Linked DNA regions of Mus musculus: region 2 is linked to region 1. A link is a contact called in public promoter capture Hi-C data. All regions are on one chromosome and are shown on one strand. Each heading gives the region's core, a stretch centred on a gene start, on an enhancer-like site or on the middle of the called end of the contact. The rest is flanking DNA. Distances are from core to core; before and after follow the strand shown. Region 1 holds the start of Nme4 (NME/NM23 nucleoside diphosphate kinase 4). Region 2 has its middle 6.8 kb from the start of Gm17382.

Region 1 (3,299 bases), core at 302-2,801:
GAGCAGTCAGTGTCCTTTACCACTGAGTCATCTCTCCAGCCCTGGCAATGCTTTTAATCTTGGTATTTAAATAGAACTCTGTGAGTTCAAAGTCAGCTTGGTTTACATAGCTAGTTCCAGGCCAGCAAGATACACAGTGAGAAGTCGGGCGGTGGTGGCGCATGCCTTTACTCCCAGCACTCGGGAGGCTGAGGCAGGCAGATTTCTGAGTTTGAGGCCAGCCTGGTCTACAGAGTGAGTTCCAGGACAGCCAGGGCTACACAGAGAAACCCTGTCTCGAAAAAAACAACAATAAAAGTTCAAGGGGTAATATATATAATAAAATAAAGTACAACGGGTAAGAGCACTGACTGCTCTTCCAGAGGTCCTGAGTTCAATTCTCAGCAACCACATGGTGGTTCACAACCATTTGTAATGGGATCTGACACCCTCTTCTGGTGTGTCTGAAGACAGCTAGTGTACTCATATACATAAAATAAATAAATCTTAAAAAAAAAAAAGAGTTCCAAGCCAACCTCTGCTACATATGCAATGCAGTGACAGCAGCAAGGATTGATTATACCTTTGTCATAAAGTCAAAGCAATTCCCAGCTCCCAGCTGTGGTACACAGATGGGGTTGGAGAGATGACTGAGTGGTTAAGAGAGCAGTGCTTGGCCTCCCAAAAGATGTGAGTTCGGTTCCTAGCACCCATCCTGGGCAGCTCTCAACTGTTCAATGTAAATCATTTTTCTTTGGGGGTGAGTTGAGAAAGGGTTTCTCAGCAGTGGTGGCACACGCCTTTAATCCCAGCACTTGGGAGGCACAAGCAGGTGGATTTCTTAGTTCAAAGCCAGCCTGGTCTACAGAGTGAGTTCCAGGACAGCCAGGGCTACACAGAGAAAACCCTGTCTGGAAAAACAAAAACAAAAACAAAAACACAGGCGGGGGGTGGGGGGGGGGGGAGGGATTCTCAGAGAGCTTGACTCTACCTTCTTGAGGGCTAAATTCAAGGAGTATGCCACCACCACCCTGCTAGTAAATAAAAAATAACTTTTTTAATCTAGAGAGGTTTAAACAAAATAAAAAATTCCAATAAATAAATAAATTGATAGATAACTTGAAAATCAAGGATGTAATAACAGAACTGACAAATAGTCCAACTGTCAAACTTAGAGAGCCAGTTGGTATTTGCGGCGATGGCCACTCTGCCCCCAAAAGTAGATATAACAATATTTGACTGTACGTTATGAAAACAAGTATATAATCTAAAAACTGAATGAGCAACTGCAAAATTTATACATACGCGCATAGACACGCGCACACACACACATAATTTTTCATTTTTTTTCCCCCTGCAGTACTGGGGTTGGTCGAGCCCAAGGCTCTGAGCATGATAGTCAAGCGCTCCGTCACTGAGCTGCACCCTGATTTTAACAGAGATCAGTGTTTGAAGGCTATCAGCTCCAGAAGACAAGAATGTGATGTGGGGCCCCAGCGGGCCCCTTAGGGTGGAGGCGGGGCGGGGCAATGCGTGGCACCTCCCACTGCCCGCTCTGCGCGGCGTTCAGTGCGGCGCCAGCCCGCAACATGGGCAGCCTTTTCGGGCGCGTCGCGGCGCTGCGGGCGCTGTTGTGCGGGCCACGCTTTCAGTGCCTGCTGGTGCGCCCCAGTTCCGGTGAGTCCTGTGCCCGTGGGGAACTAGGCGGATGGCCGCTGCGCGGCCTTTGTTTGCGCACGTGCGGCAGCCAAAGGCTTGGTCTTGTCCCGGAGGAGTGCAAGTCCAACCCTCAGCAGCCCGGGACAGAGCTTTTAGCAGTAGAAAGCCAAAGCCGAGGCGGGGAGACTACCAGACGCTATGGGGTCACGTTCCCTCCGCGGAGCAGTTGTTGCCCGGGTATTGAAACTTGAGCCAGAGCAGGCCTAAGACACCCCGGTCATTTCCTGGGGTCTTGGCCCTTTCTATCCACTCATGGGGTGCTTTCTGAGAGCCAGATAAAGGGTATTCCTTTCATGAATCTTGGAAATTGAATAGCCTCACCAAGGCACAGACCAGCAGGCATCAGACTCTGGGGCTATCCTGGGTCTCTTGTCCCTTGGGGAACTTGCAAGTTAGGGAGACACCTCCCCCCTTTTATCAGCCTGTTGAGTTTAGTGGGCATTCATTGTGGCCTGGGGATTAGAGCCTGGTCGATCACCTCTTCTCTAACTTGGTGTTTCTCCTAACTTTGCTACCGTTTTGTGAGTCAGTCAGGGGCTAGGACCCTCTCAGAAGTAGCGTTTGTTTTTGGAGGAGACGCACGTGCCGTGGCAGCTATGTTTCTGCCCTGTAGTGTGGGTCATCCTCTGCTCAAGCCTGATCCTTGGTCCCCAGCACTTAGCCCGCCTAGACATCGTGCACTAATATTCCTTGATTTCAATGCCATTTCTCCACACCCAGAGGATAAGCTCCTTGTGGGCAAGCCTGGGCTTCACACACTGTGGTACCTGGAGTCATGTGAGGCTAGACTCAAGTTTTCTTTTCAGGGGAAAGGGAGACTTCATCACCAAGACTCTCTGGCCCCTAAGTTATCTGAGCCTTTTCAGGGAAACCATCTCCACCTTGAGCAGCTTCTGCGACTGCCAGGGCGGCTCCCCTTTGCATTTGTCTGTGTTTGTATTGTGGCAGGAACTTCCCAGTCCTTTGATGTCTGAGCTCTGTCAGGTATCTAGGTGGGAGGGCCCTGAAAATGTGGAGCATCCTCACCCCGACCTGTCTTTTTTTTTTAACAGGAGGCCCCCCCTGGCCCCAAGAGCGGACGCTGGTTGCTGTGAAGCCAGATGGGGTACAGAGGAGACTAGTGGGGACTGTGATACAACGCTTTGAGAGGCGGGGCTTCAAGCTCGTGGGGATGAAGATGCTGCAGGTATCTCCCTTGGGCTGTGGTGTCCCAAAGGCTCCTAGCACTTGCAGTTGCAAGGGTTGGGAGGTATCCATTGTAGGAGCTAGCTTCTGGAGTTGTGTCCAAAAGGTGCCCCAAACTCAGGACACCAATTGGGGGTTTATTCTCCGAGGGTTGGTCTCACACCTCTTTCCACACAGGCACCAGAAAGCATCCTTGCTGAGCACTACCGGGACCTACAGAGGAAGCCATTCTACCCAGCTCTTATCAGCTACATGAGCTCTGGGCCTGTGGTGGCCATGGTACAGCAGGGCAGGGGCAATGGAATGGGTCTTTGGGGTGTCATTCTCCGAGCAAAGGAAAGGGCTTGGATTGAGCCCAGGGCACCCAGGGTCCCCAGCTTCTCTCGAACCCCCATATCTGTGCTGCAGGTCTGGGA
Region 2 (3,387 bases), core at 801-3,300, 800 kb before region 1:
CACAACTGGCAGGATCACAAAGGACAGCCACTGTGATTGTGGTCTGCACACAGTGCTTGTGGTAAGTGGCTGCCACAGCTCCGTCTCTGCTGTCGGCTTCGAGTGCATAACACCATGCCGTGCTCTCAGCAGCCCAGCCATTTGGATTTACTGCACACTCCCTAGAGGCATCAAGGAGTCATTCGTGCTTAGTGCCTGACCTAGACAATCTAGGTTTGTGTAAGCGCATGTTTCCATGGTGATGAGACTGCCTAACTGCATGTCTCAGAACACATTCCCAACACAATGTGCTGCCAAATTGAGTTATACAACAGAAAGAGCTGGGTTGGGGGTGCAGCTCAGTAAAGACTGCTCCTCAATGTATGTGAGGCCCTGGCTGCCATCTCCAGCAGGAAACCAAAACCATCAGGGTTTCAGGTGCAGCCACATCAAGCACTCAAATCCCTCCTTCCCTACTTAGAAGCCCAGGCAGGCTTTCCCACAGAGTCCTTTGGGCCTGATCTAGGCACCTAATGTAACACAGCCAGATCTTCAGCCTAAGAGAATACAGCACAGACCCTGCCCACCAAGACCACGCAAGTATTTGGTGTGTCTCTCAAGAGAAACACAAAGGGCAAAAGCACAGAGTAACCAAACACCAGGGCAGGGCCTCCCATGAGCAGGGGTCATACCTCCCTTAAGACAGAATTCCTGATCCTTACTGTCTCTCCCCGCCAGAAAAAGCCAACAGTGGTGGGGAGCAAGAAGGTGGCTCTCCCTAGACACTGTCACCCTGTGATCTTCACGGGCACAGTGGCTTGAGTAGCCTCTGTTCCTTCATGTCTAGCCAGGGCAGCCAGACTCCCAGCGCTGGGTAGCAGGGACGCATAGGCTTGTAAAGCTGTTCCATTCTTCTGTGAACTTCAGCTCACTGTTGACAACTCATTTGATTCTGACATGGTGACACAATGGATGACCGTGGACAAGGAAGAGAAAGTAGAGAAGGCTTCATGCACGACACAGCCAGGAATTGTGTCTCCATAAGGCGGCCGGGAACCAGGACAAAGCCTCTCCTGTGCTGAGACAGTGTGAAGGAACCTCCCTCGGGAGGGAAAGATGTGGTGCCAAGCCAGACACTGAGGGCCACAGTGGCTGCATCCACAACATCAGGACCAGAATGCCTTGGCCAGGGCCTTGGAGGGATAGAACAGGAAATTGGGGCTTAACGGGTACAGAGGTTTCTTCTGAGGTGGTGAAAACACTTGGGAGACAGCTGGTGGCCATACTGTAAAAGTCACAGAGCAGGGAACTGAGGGCTCTAAAATGGCTAATTTTGTGCGATGTAGATTTTACCACAACGTTTTTTAAAGTTTAAAAAAGAAAACTCTGCTTGCCAAATAAAACATCTGTGGGCTGAATTGCACCCGGTTTTCAATCCCTAACAAGCAATCCCCAAGACCCCTTTTTAATGCTCATATCCCGAATCTCCGGGGTGGGGGGGCACCACTCCAACCAGGCAGTGACCAGCCAGCTACCTCCCCAGCAAACAGAAAAGGGCTTCTTTCTGTCTCCCAAACTGGGATGCTTTGGAGCCAGAAAATAAAAGTCTGTTGGAAATGGAACTCGGCCAAGCTTTTCCTTTCTCTTTCTCTTTTTCTTTTCTCTCTCTTTTTTTCCAAGTGCCCTTTGCCACAATGAAGGGCAAAGAGCTACCCCTGAGTGACAGCGATTGGACTTTGTTGATACAGCCCAAGTTCAATTTTTGTGAGGTTCATAATTAAGCTGTCATCCCCCGCTCCGGCGCAATTAGGGCCAACAGCGCGGATGAATGGCCCTGTTATCACGGGAAATTATAAATAGAGGTTCTGCATAGCGTCAGGGCCGAGCTTCTCTAGGCAGAACCAGCAAGCCCGGAGTGTGTCCACCCTCCCTGGCCGACAGACTGACAGCTCCGAGTCCAGCTGTCATCCAGAGCTCAATTCTGTCTCTGTCATCTGAGCCTAGACTGTAGACACAGCTCCACAGCAGGAGACTAGGGCTAGATATGGCCTTTGTGTTCCCTCCCTCCTGGGGCTGCAGTGTCTGTACTGAGCAGAGGGAATGAGCCTCCTCCTGACAGGCTGAGGTGTTGGTGACCAGAGAGACAGGCTGCCTGGCAGGTCCCAGCCAGCAGAACTCACAAAGGTACAGCTGAGGGCAAAGGTCCCAGACCCTCCTCCCCTGGCCTCCCCTGGCCAGCCTTCTGACACGCTCACCCTCTCAGCAGACCTTGTATCTGCCAGAACAGGTCATTTTGGAAGGGAGTCCCACAGCCAAGAAACACAGTCATGTATCCTCCATGGGTACACACTCTGAGAGGACTGTGGTTAGCAAATTGGCAGATTTCATCCTGTAGTAATGGATCTCTCCCCCCTTCCCTCTTTTTCTTCCTCCCTCTCTCCTTCCTTCCTTCCCTCCCTCCCTTTCTCTTCCCCCCTCTCCATCTCTCCCTTCTTCTTTCCTTTCCTCTCTCCTTCTTTCTCCTCTCCTTCCCTCCCTTCTTCCCTCTCTCCCACCCTCTCTCCCTCCTTTCTTTCCTCCCTCCATCTCTCCTCTCCTCCCTCCCTTTCTGCCTCCCTCCCTCTCTCCTCACTGCATTTCCTTTCTCGGTACTAGAACCCAGGCCTCATGGGTGCTAGGCCAGCACTCTTCCCTTAGCCTTGCAAGATTCTTTCTTTCTTATGTAACCATCATGGAGTGTGCTGTACATCTAGGCTCCATGCTGTAGCCTAGGAGACAAGCTGGATAGAGAGGTCCAACATGTCTGGCCCAGGACTGTACTTGGGCTCCAAACCTGCAAAGCGTGCTTCTGTACAGAATGCTGGAGGTAACTGTAAAATAATTTTATCTGTGTAGTAGCCATACCTAAGTACAGTAAAACTAGAGTGAGAGCCATTCTCAAAGGCCAGGTGTGCTTGGCACGTGCTTTTCATCCCAGCACTTGAGAGGCAGAGACAGCTTGACCTCTGTAAATTTGAGGCCAGCCTGGTCTACATAACAAGCTTCAGGAGCGCCAGGGAGCCAGGGCTACATAAGGAGACCCAGTCACAAAACAAAACAAAACAAAACCACAAAAAAGCCAAACATGGCTGCACGTGCCTGGAATCCCAGTGTTGGTGGCAGAGAACAGTGGCTTTTGCAAGCTTGCTGGCCAGCCAGTCTAACAAAAACAAGGAACCTTCCAGTCAGTGAGAGACCCTCTCTAAAGGCAATAAAACAGAAAGCAATAGGCGAAGACACACTTGTCCTGTGCACACAGACAGACAGAAAGACAGAGACTGACTGACTGACTGACTGACTGACTGACTGACTGACTGACTGATAGATTTTTAAATGATGCATTCATTACCTAGGGCACTCACAGTGAAT

What was found. Promoter capture Hi-C pulls out the DNA fragments that hold promoters and counts their contacts.
Region 2: a contact with region 1 is called in a promoter capture Hi-C map of liver, with 2.4 times the contacts expected there. The contact joins the enhancer-like site here to the promoter of Nme4 in region 1. A contact is called at or near these places in 3 of 39 promoter capture datasets (hippocampal neurons and liver) and 1 of 9 other capture datasets (liver).

What each region holds. Positions count from the first base shown.
Region 1 is chr17:26,093,722-26,097,020 of GRCm38.p6, reverse strand. Nme4 (NME/NM23 nucleoside diphosphate kinase 4) reads left to right here and starts at 1,551. Exons shown (of 5, transcript NM_019731.1): 1 at 1,551-1,656; 2 at 2,751-2,884; 3 at 3,061-3,162; 4 at 3,292-3,299. The coding sequence starts at 1,569.
Region 2 is chr17:26,891,389-26,894,775 of GRCm38.p6, reverse strand. No RefSeq gene overlaps it. Among named protein-coding and RNA genes, the nearest start is that of Gm17382, 6.8 kb to the right of the region's middle. Within about 2 kb of position 2,050, at least 72 of the 459 cell types and tissues checked have an H3K27ac peak or open chromatin away from gene starts, as enhancers often do. A contact at or near this core is called in liver, where this site is marked.